Linked DNA regions of Mus musculus: regions 2 and 3 are each linked to region 1. Evidence: chromatin contacts called from public ChIA-PET and HiChIP or PLAC-seq data. All regions are on one chromosome and are shown on one strand. Each heading gives the region's core, a stretch centred on a gene start, on an enhancer-like site or on the middle of the called end of the contact. The rest is flanking DNA. Distances are from core to core; before and after follow the strand shown.

Region 1 (3,166 bases), core at 468-2,967:
CACGTGGTGGCCACTTGGTCTCCAATCAGTGCTGTTCTTTTGGGAGGCTCTGGAAACTTTAGAATATGGAACCTAGCTGGAGGAAATGGGTCACCAGGGGTGGGCCATTAGGCATATATTATCTCTGGCTACTTCCTTTCTTATTCTCTACTTCCTGTCAACCATGTTGGAGAACTAACTGCACTCTCCGGAGCCTGCCATAGCTACTACCTCTTGGGAAACCGGGAGGGGCGGAGAGAAAAGGGAGGGAGAAGAACAAAGAAGATGGCAGGGGATGATGGGAGCCCTGCCAGTGAGCCGAGCGCCCCCACCGTACCTTCTCTGCTATGATGGTCCAAACCCTCCGAAACTATGAGCCAAAAAAAAAAAAATCCTTTTTCCTTCAATAACCAGCTTCTGTTGGGTATTTGGTCATAGCAATGAGAAAGATGAACAATAGTCCCTCTTACCTACTGTACACTGCAGGGAACTCCAGGTATCATTGCTTCACTCTTGCAAATATATGAGCCCGTCCATGCCCCACCCCGCCCCTGCTGCAGGACCCAGCTCCTACCCATTGCTCTTGTCCTCAGTCAGCCTCAGGGACACTGAGAGACTATCCCCTTCCCTCCCTCCTTTCCACATCTTGTGTCTGTCTTTGGTTACCTTGGTCCTGGAGAAGAGCAGAGAGGATGGCAGGGGATGGTGGGAGCCCTGCCAGTTAAAGGGGTTATGCTGCAGCGGTGAGGGGGGGGGAGGCTTTGGTCTTTGGAGGTTTGTTGGGGTGACTAGAGAACTAGCTGCACCCTAAGGAGGTTGGCAAAGAGGTAAGAGAGAGAAAGCAATGGCTCTCCCTGGCAAACAGAAACCCACTTTGCTCGGTTTCAGAGGAGTGCTGGTGCAGCCGGAACTGAGCCCGGACTGCCATCCTGGGGGTCGGGACCTGACAGTTATTATGTGTGAGTGATGTCATGGGATTATTATGGTATGTTACGTGATTTTTGGAACTTCATGAATTGTCTCTTGGCTTAAAGCTAAAGAGGAGAACATCTGCTTCTTATTGTTGGAAGACTGCTGTCTCTGGGGGAGTGGGTAGGGATTCTGAGGAAAACAGCTATTCTCATGGAATTCAGAGAGGAAAGAGGAGCCAGGGTCAGCGCCTGACCACAAATGGTAGTGGGTCTCATCCATTTCCAGAGCCTGGTAGGTGGGTTGGGCGTGTGTAGTCAGCTCTGTTCTGTCCTCTCCTCCCAACCTCCTACATCTCTACCCCTTACTGAGTTCTCATTTACTCTCTGCTTCTCTGTGTGACGTGAGCAACTTATTTCACTTTCTGTGTCTTGGTTTCCCCACCTGTAAAATAGAAAACAATAATGCCATCTAATTCTGTTGTACAGAGGGTCACATGAGCTCTGCCATGTCACCTGACCTGGAGCGACAGCTTGATGGCCAGGTCTTTCTTAGCAATCATGAAATTATTAAAACAGACACAGATGCTACTAATGATAACTAGGTTCTAAGATGATTCAGTGGTCGTGAGGTCTACTAGTGAGTTATTAATCTAGTGACTGCAGTTCCCATTTCCTGTGACTCTTACAGCCAGGCAGCACTTTTCCTGGAAGGGCTTGACAGAGGGAGTGGGATGACAGGTTCAAATCTGTTACTTTCTTGCTGTGTGACTTTGGGCCAGCCCCTTAACCTCTCTATACCTCAGAAGTTGTAAAATGGGAAGTCACATGACCATGTGCTTAGCAGGAGGTTAGGTTGAAGGAAATGTTTCCTGTTACACTATTATTCTATTAGGCAGTCAGGCAAACGTCGGCCCAGCAAATTCTAAGAGGATTCAGATATGTTGGGATCTGACAGAAAGTCTGGTGAGAAAGCAGGACCAGGAATAGGAAGAGAAGAGGGAAGATATTCAGGATACGGCCCTTTAAGAGGTCCTTCTGCTCAGTAGTGACCCTATGCACCTACAGAACTGAGAGCAAGGGCCTCCTTAAACCCACAGGCTGGGCAGTGCCTTCCTTGCTTCCCAGTTCTCTCCTTGGAAAGAAGCCACACCTATCCACTCCACAGTAGTGAGATGCTGAGTGCAGACTCCATGGCAGCCACCAGCAGCATAGAGATGGACAGTACAGCAGCATAGTGTGGGAGTCTGCAAAGAGAACGAAACACTGCCAGGCTCTGGACGTTTCTCTTTAAATTAAATTTTGTATAGTAATACTAGTAAGGCCGCTGGATGTGTGAGCTTTGGGGAGGGTCTAGTTACTTGTTGCTGGAACAATATATGTTATAGATTCGACATCCAAGAGGGAGGGTCAGCTTTGAATCATGGTTTCACGGTGTTTGGTCGTTGGGCATTTTGTGCTCAGCCAGAACATCACAGTGGTGGAATGTGTGGTGGTGGCCATTCTTCATGGCACTACAGGCAGGAAGTATAGGGCAGAAGGGCCTGTGCTCACCGAGGGTCCCCACCCTACCCTGCCCCGCATTTCACCTCCTAAAATACCCAGCATTTCACCTCCTAAAATACTCAGCCTCTCCCAAGACAGCGTTACCAGGGACCAAACAAAAGCCTAGGGATCAAGGACACTCACATCAGAGCACCACAGAGGGGGGATATAGCTGGACAAGACAAAGACACAGCTATGGTTTTTTTTGCAAAAGGGCCTTCTTAGATGTCAGCAGGAATAGACTCATTGTCCTTGAAGCTTGGGTTGTAGTCCATTGAACCTGAAACAGGCCTGCAACCATGCAGAGGAACCTTGGGACTGCCTGTCATCTTCCCAAGGGCAGGTGCTGATGGACATTATAGACCGTGGTGACCTTGTTGGCAAGCACTGACCAGCAACTTGCTGAGTGCCAGGCACAGCTCTCCCTAGTTTAACACACCCACCCATAGGTCTCATCCCCCCCCCCCCCCCCCCCCCCCGTTTAACAGATAAAGACATTGAAGCACAGAGAAACTTAGCAACTTCCTCCAGGCCTCACAGCCAGTAGTGACAGAAAGAGCCTTGGATTGTAGGCAAGAAGGACAAAAGTCTCTTTTAGGTTCTACCTTATAGCTTCAAATAAGGAATGGGAGAATGGTAGCCCCATGGACTGAAACCAAATCCTGGAGTGTCCATAAGATCACAGAGAGGAGAGGAGGGACTCTGGGAGCCACGGTGGCTACACTGATGGCTAC
Region 2 (3,166 bases), core at 371-2,870, 220 kb before region 1:
ACCCAGCATGGCCAAGCTACAACAGTGTGAGTGTTGACAGTATAAAGCCTCGGTAATTAATGTTCTGGAGAGCGGTTGGGCCGTGAAGGTGCTGTGTTTATGAGCAGAGCCTGCCTGTTACCCACTGCCCAGGAGGCTGGAAGCCAGCGGCCAAGTTCTGTCTCCAGTCTCAGAGCCTCCTTTGCACAGCGGCGATGGAAGGCCTCAAGGAACTGAAGGACACCAAGCATGGACACAGAGCCCACCAATATCCCTCTTCCCCAAGCTTCCTAATGCATGGACCATTTGCTGAGGGGACATGGGGACTCAGGGTACAGCCCAAGCAGAGTCAAGGCTTACGTGGATGGTTGTCATCCCCAAAGCCCCTTCCCGTCTTTGTTACAGCCACCAGTCCTCAGTATAAGCCTTCTCCACCTGAGCTTTCTCCACCTGAGCTGCCGTCCACTCAGCCTTCACCCATCTGCCTGACCACCCACCAACTAACCAAACAGCATCAGCAGCCCTTCCAAACTCCGCACAAAGATCTCCCGAAACCCCAGCATACTGCTGGGTCAAGAGGACTCCAGAGAGCCCGGGGTAAGGCAGGAGGCCTCCAGTTAGAAACCAGGTGCTGCTGAGAGTGCCAGCTTTAGAGGAAATGGTAACAAAGACTCCACAGAGAGGCCATCCTGGGCTGCTGTGCATCCCAGGATTCAGTTCTGCCCCATCCAAGGACCGTGGGAGCTGGCACTGGGCCTGCCACACTGCACAGGACAGCGTGTCCTCGGCTGTGCACTCTGTCCTGTGCCTACCCACAGTCTGCTCCTCTTCTTTCTTTCCATTTCTTTCATCAGTAAACAACACACAAATGGTTCTCTTAGACATGGAACGGCACACGGCTCAGGCCTCTACCTGACTACCTTTTGTGTTTACACACATGTGGGCAGACCCTGGGAAACACAGGCCTTCGTGCCATTTGATGTGAAAGATGCTCACTTTCCCTCCATAATATCCCTGGGATACACAGGGCTACTCAAGACAGCAAGCCCAGCCTCCAGCACTGAGCCCGAGTTTACACTTGCCCCCACTAAGCAAGCTCACAAGGTTTCTGATGGCCCACCCCCGAAACGTGTTTCATGCAGGGTTTTCACCCTCCAGCTTGTTATGGGGGCTCAGCCCCTTCCCTCTCCAAACCTTGCTTGGCTTACAGAGTCCTCTCCGTTTCAGCTGCCTCTACCTAGGACTAGAGCAGCTTGCGTGTGACCTTTAGTGGAGTGCCTCTTCTGCCCTCGCTGCTCTCCATCCTTTCCCTGGGCTCTGACTGCACCAGTTCTCCAGCTGTGTGAATGTGTGTGTGCATGCGTGTCACCCACCCACTCCCAGTCCCCAAAGCAGTCCACGTTCGCTGGAGGCTAGAGTTCAGGCCTTGCTGAATTAAATGGCCACTTTGTCCTCTGCTTAGCATCCACAAATCTCACAAGCGTCCATTGTTCTCTCCTCTGGATGACTGAGAGCAGGAAAACTGTCACTGACTCCTGCCCAGCAGCAGGGGGCAGCAGCAAGCTGTGGAACCTCCCAAGCCCAGGTGACTTCCTGTTAATAGTAAAAATGCTATTACTGTGAGCACCTGCTTGTACATCAGACACCATCTGGACCCCACAGAGAAGTGATGTCACAGCAGCCCCGGGAAGCACACATGACCCGTGTGCCTATTTCATGCATGAGGAAACTGAAGGCCATGAGGCTAAAACAGCTACAAAGTCGGAAGCTAGTGGCAGGGCCAGCGCTTCCTCTACGCCACTGAGGTGAAAGGATGGAGAGTCAGCACCATGCTCCCTGAAGAGCTCTAGTGTTCATATCTAGGACTATCAAGTTGGGAAAGAAAAGCTTCCAACTAACGGGAGCAGGCCCCTCAGGTTGTCACATGGTTGGGGCTGCAGGGGTGAGTAGTTCTGACGCCCACAAGCTTCCTGGGACCTCTGCCCCCTCTCTGTGTCTTTGCAGGTCCTGTGAGGGCAGCCCTCCTCTCTGCCACTCCTTCATTCACTCCTCATAGCTGAGAATCTATTCGGAGCCCTCCCCCCTCCCCCAATCTGGGCTCCGTCATAGCAACTTCAGTCCTTGCCCCACCCCCATAATAGGGACAGGCATGGTACCAGACTCCAAGGAGGGTTTTGTTAATCCACATTAGTTGGGGAGCGAAGCCAGGCAGGCGTGTGCTACAGCTGGGAATAAGGGACTCCCACCACAGTTAGTCACACGGAGGCAATGTGAAAACCGGACCCTGCCCTTCACACTTTTGAGCACTTGGATGGCTCTAGATCACTGGTTCCCAACCTTCGTAATGCTGCGACCTTTTAATACAGCTCCTCATGTTGAGGTGACCCCCCCTCCCAGCCTTAAAGTGATTTTGTTGCTACTTTGTAATTGTAATCTTGCTACTGTTAGGAATTGTAGTATAAATATCTGATACGCAGGGTATCTGATATGTGATCCCCAGAGGCATTGATTGTGACCCACATGCTCTGGTCAGGGCATGTCCCCTCTCTGGTTTGTCATCAGGGGGCCTCTACTTCTTGTTTCACCTACACAAAAAGCTGCTGCCACAAAGAGGCAAAGCTACTAACTGCCCCTTCATTCCCTAGGAGCCCTCCTCCTGCTTCCGGGTGGTGGGTGTGTCTGGGGCTGAGTGGGTCCTGTGGGTTGTGCTGCCTGCTAGGTGGCAGCCATGTCCCCAGATCTTCCCATCCACTGGGGAAGCCAAGAGGAGCACAGCTGCAGAGGGCTTAGTGGCCTTGGGCAGGCAGTCCCTCCCTGGCACTTCTGTTCCAAGGGTGAGAGGTGGTTTTTGTCTCCTTCTGGCATGAGACCCTGGAGACCCCAGACCGCATCACAGTGGGAATGCACAGGGGATGCTGGGGTCAGGTTGCTGAGTTCCTGGCAGAATTGATGGAAGCTTTCAAGTGCTTTCTGGGAGAGCAGGGAAGGAGTGCTAGGAACACACACACACACACACACACACACACACACACACACTACCCCCAACACCTGCTGTCAGAGGCAGCTCAGTGTGAGGCCAGAAACTCTTTCCTCCCCCACCACCACCACCACCACCTTGAATGATACACAAGGTCTGTACTGTGAGCCGTGCCCCTGCCCGGCCCTCTCCTCTCACTGTGGTCCTTAG
Region 3 (3,166 bases), core at 395-2,894, 130 kb before region 1:
CTGTGAAACATGGGCTTAGAAGCACGGGATCTCCAATTCCACGGCACACAGCCTGGGATGGGGCATGAATCTCAGGGTGAGCAGTCAGGACCATGTCCTGGGGAGATGGGGTGGCCTGCTATGGAGGTGCAGGCTGCATTACTAGCCAGGGTTTTGTTTGCAGGGAGCTGACAAAAAGGCTGTTGGGGTGGGGATGCCCTGAAGCTAGCCACGAGGCCAGCCTGAGACAGGAGTTCAAGGCCAGCCTAAACCCCATGGTTAGAGTTATCTCATAGAAATGGGCAAAGTGAAGAATAACACATGATTCTCCAGGGTCAGCCTACAAAGCCCACAGAGCAAGGTGCTTGGCCTGTGGGGTCCCTAAGTCCCTTTAGTGTTGCCTAGGTCCCTCAAGCATTTACACAGGCCTCTTACACTCCACAGTCACCCCACCATGCCTGAGAACCCCAGGCTGACCTAAGAGATTGCCTGCTCTCTCCATCTGTAAACAACCTTGCCTAGCCTGTGCCTGACTTTATGCCCGACAATAAAGAAATAACTAATAAATAATTAGATTAAGCTTGTGGTCCCCATGTGGCTGCCATCATTAGCTGGTATCCAGTGGGAAGGAGCAGACCTGAGATGCTAGGAGACCCCAGAAAGAGGAAAAGAACGGCACAAGGGGGTCCCCACTCCAGAACTGGCCCCACCGGGGAAAGTCCATCCTCTTTGTTCCTATGACTACTACCACGGCCCAATACTGGGTACCATGGTGATGGGATGGGAGGTGGGTTGGAGATGCTTCCTCACCTGCTCATCAAGGAGCCAGAGAAGATTCTAGAATGTCTACAGCCCTCACTACCATCTTCCACGCTGGGCAGATGAGGAGCCTATATTCTGTCCTTGTCAGCCTATATTCCCCTATCAGGTCCCCACGTACACCTTGGGCAGACCGGCTCGCTGGGTCACCTACACTGTCTCCTTCACTTCCCACTCTCCTTCCCCAGCTCAGACCTCCTCACCACTGCTGCTCCACCGCCCTGGGCGAGTCCACTCCCACATCAGTCTACCTTCCACAGTTTCACCAGCCCTTTCCCTCCCACTCGATGAGCTTTGCTAGTTCTGTGCTAATTCTCCACGGAAGGTCCCTCAGGGTCCATGTCTCATATCCACACAGGAGGAGGCAGCCAGACTGGAGTCATATGCTATCTCATAACATTCATCCCGGCCAGGTGCTTTCCCACTATCGGGCCTTGGCCTGTGTGAGCCTCACTGCCTGCAATACCAGCCAAGGAGCTTACACCTGAGGAGGGACACATCTATGATGCCTGCAATGCCTGACTTCTTCAGTATCGCATTTACTTTCCTGTCATGCTAGGGACCCAACCCAGGCCCATAAGCACACACTGGAGATAAGTGCTCTACCACAGAGCTACATCCCTACCACAGGCAGGCAGGGCAAGCCGTAGCCCACTGTATGACCAGCAAAGCAACATGCTCAGAATCCTGGTTCCTGAGCAGAATGCAGTGCTAGTCTGCTGGAAGCAAACTGACACGAAGTCACCAGGGGAAAAGCAAGTGTGACTGGCAGAGAATAGGGCAGTTCAAGTGTGACAGGGAGGAACTCAGGCGGATTCACATAGAGGGAGGGGAGGTGACAGCCAAGGTCTGTTGTGCCTGCTGGCTGTGCGTCTCACTACTCGGCTTCAAAATCTAGGACAAGACCCAGAGACACCAAAGGAGAGCGTTGAGTCGGGGTGTCTGTGTGGGGGTGGGGCAGAGCCCACACAAACAGAAAGCAGCTGGTGAGTTAGAGGGCTCACACCAACAGCTGAGTTTTCTAGGGCTTCGCTCTCAATAGAAAACACACGTTTTAAAAACACAGGCTTATTTGCTACGTCATCCACATTGGCCTTGAACTCAGGCCCCTCCTGCCTCAGCCTACCAAGTTCTAGGATTACAGGTATATGTGGTGAACTTCAACTGCATATTTCATTGGTGCTTGAGATAGCTCGGTAGTTAAAGTGCTTGAGATGCAAACATGAGGACTAAAGTTTGGGCCCCAGGACCCATGTGAAGGCTGGGTGGATGGAGTAACCCTCCTATAATCCCAACACCAGGAAAGCAGAGACAGAGGATCCCCAAGTCAGGCCAGGTAGAGAGACTAAACTCTGGGGGATAAGCCTGACTGTGCATACAAGGTGGATTTGCACATGCATGTTTGCATACACACACACACATCCTTCAAATACATCAGAACAAACATCCAGGAAGACCAAACCAAACCAATTGTTAAACTCTTTTTGAAAGGGCAATAAATTTTCTACCACTGAGACAGAAGCCACACGTGCCTACCACAACAGCCTGAACAGCCAGAGTTAGAATCCAGCAACAGAGATAACAGAAAATTCCACCCACCTCAAAACCCTTCAAAACCACACACCACTTCCAAAAGCTCCTGCAGCAGACACAAGAAATGAGCACATCTCTGGCAGTGACAGATCGATGGCCAGCTCAGACTTAGTTAGCCAAAAGTACACTGGAAAACAAGAACGACTGAAAACAACTGTAACCTCAACCTAGACATTTCAGATGGGAAGACACACTGAAGAGAGAGACGGCAGGCTTCAGCTCAACCACTGCTCTCACAAACTACGACTACGAACGGCATGAGATACGATGCACTCCAGAATGATACAAGGAGGCGAAAGTCTCCCTCGGTTCTAACAGGACCCCAAATCAAGTCAAGTCTGAAGACAGACTGAACTCAGAAGCCGCCAAAGGTAGAGGGAGCGCCTAGAATGACTGTAGCAGAACAGCCTGAACTCGAGGACTAGAGTGGAGGGACAGTCGGTACCTCCCAGGGGGCTGAACTAAAGCCAGGAGCTTGAGGTCCCTGGAAAGCCAGTCTCAGAGATCATCCCCAGAGTGAGCACACAGTAGGACCTTGTTTTCCCAGAGGCAATTGGGCAAGAGACTGGGGCTCTGTGGTTGAGAGCCGTGGCCCTTGCTCTCCTCCTCCCAAGGCCTCACTTCCTCTTTTAAAAAGGCAGACACCCCTCTGGCCACTCCAGGAAACCTCAGGCAGCCCAAGTTCTCCAAAATGGACCTGTGAACAATGCTTCCCGGATCCAACCAAGACACTCTGGTGCTTTTAAACTCTCCTCTTCAGTCGGGGAGCTTGGGC

What was found. ChIA-PET counts read pairs in DNA pulled down with a chosen protein or histone mark. HiChIP or PLAC-seq counts read pairs in DNA pulled down with a chosen protein or histone mark.
Region 2: an RNA polymerase II ChIA-PET map of memory CD8 T cells shows a contact between it and region 1, with 5 times the contacts expected there. The contact joins two enhancer-like sites. A contact is called at or near these places in 12 of 39 promoter capture datasets (the 3T3-L1 cell line, 3T3-L1-derived adipocytes, the HPC-7 cell line and 9 more), 3 of 15 datasets of contacts at CTCF or cohesin (the G1E-ER4 cell line, embryonic stem cells and pro-B cells), 114 of 484 Hi-C or Micro-C datasets (the 3T3-L1 cell line, the AtT-20 cell line, B cells and 67 more), 15 of 115 datasets of contacts at active chromatin or transcription factors (CD8 T cells, the HPC-7 cell line, T-cell acute lymphoblastic leukemia and 9 more) and 1 of 9 other capture datasets (embryonic stem cells).
Region 3: an H3K27ac HiChIP or PLAC-seq map of double positive thymocytes shows a contact between it and region 1, with 2.6 times the contacts expected there. The contact joins two enhancer-like sites. A contact is called at or near these places in 15 of 39 promoter capture datasets (3T3-L1-derived adipocytes, the C10 cell line, cranial neural crest and 8 more), 1 of 15 datasets of contacts at CTCF or cohesin (CD8 T cells), 3 of 484 Hi-C or Micro-C datasets (all in embryonic stem cells), 3 of 115 datasets of contacts at active chromatin or transcription factors (double positive thymocytes and embryonic stem cells) and 3 of 9 other capture datasets (adipose tissue, liver and pancreatic islet).

What each region holds. Positions count from the first base shown.
Region 1 is chr7:125,421,707-125,424,872 of GRCm38.p6, reverse strand. All of the region lies in intron 1 of Gm30717 (a long non-coding RNA gene), which reads left to right. Among named protein-coding and RNA genes, the nearest start is that of Gm30717, 5.6 kb to the left of the region's middle. Within about 2 kb of position 1,717, at least 33 of the 459 cell types and tissues checked have an H3K27ac peak or open chromatin away from gene starts, as enhancers often do. A contact at or near this core is called in B cells, CD8 T cells, CD8 central memory T cells and 13 more, where this site is marked.
Region 2 is chr7:125,637,450-125,640,615 of GRCm38.p6, reverse strand. No RefSeq gene overlaps it. Among named protein-coding and RNA genes, the nearest start is that of Il21r, 36 kb to the right of the region's middle. Within about 2 kb of position 1,620, at least 124 of the 459 cell types and tissues checked have an H3K27ac peak or open chromatin away from gene starts, as enhancers often do. A contact at or near this core is called in B cells, CD8 T cells, CD8 central memory T cells and 13 more, where this site is marked.
Region 3 is chr7:125,555,554-125,558,719 of GRCm38.p6, reverse strand. All of the region lies in intron 1 of Il4ra (interleukin 4 receptor, alpha), which reads right to left. Among named protein-coding and RNA genes, the nearest start is that of Il4ra, 4.9 kb to the right of the region's middle. Within about 2 kb of position 1,644, at least 33 of the 459 cell types and tissues checked have an H3K27ac peak or open chromatin away from gene starts, as enhancers often do. A contact at or near this core is called in double positive thymocytes, where this site is marked.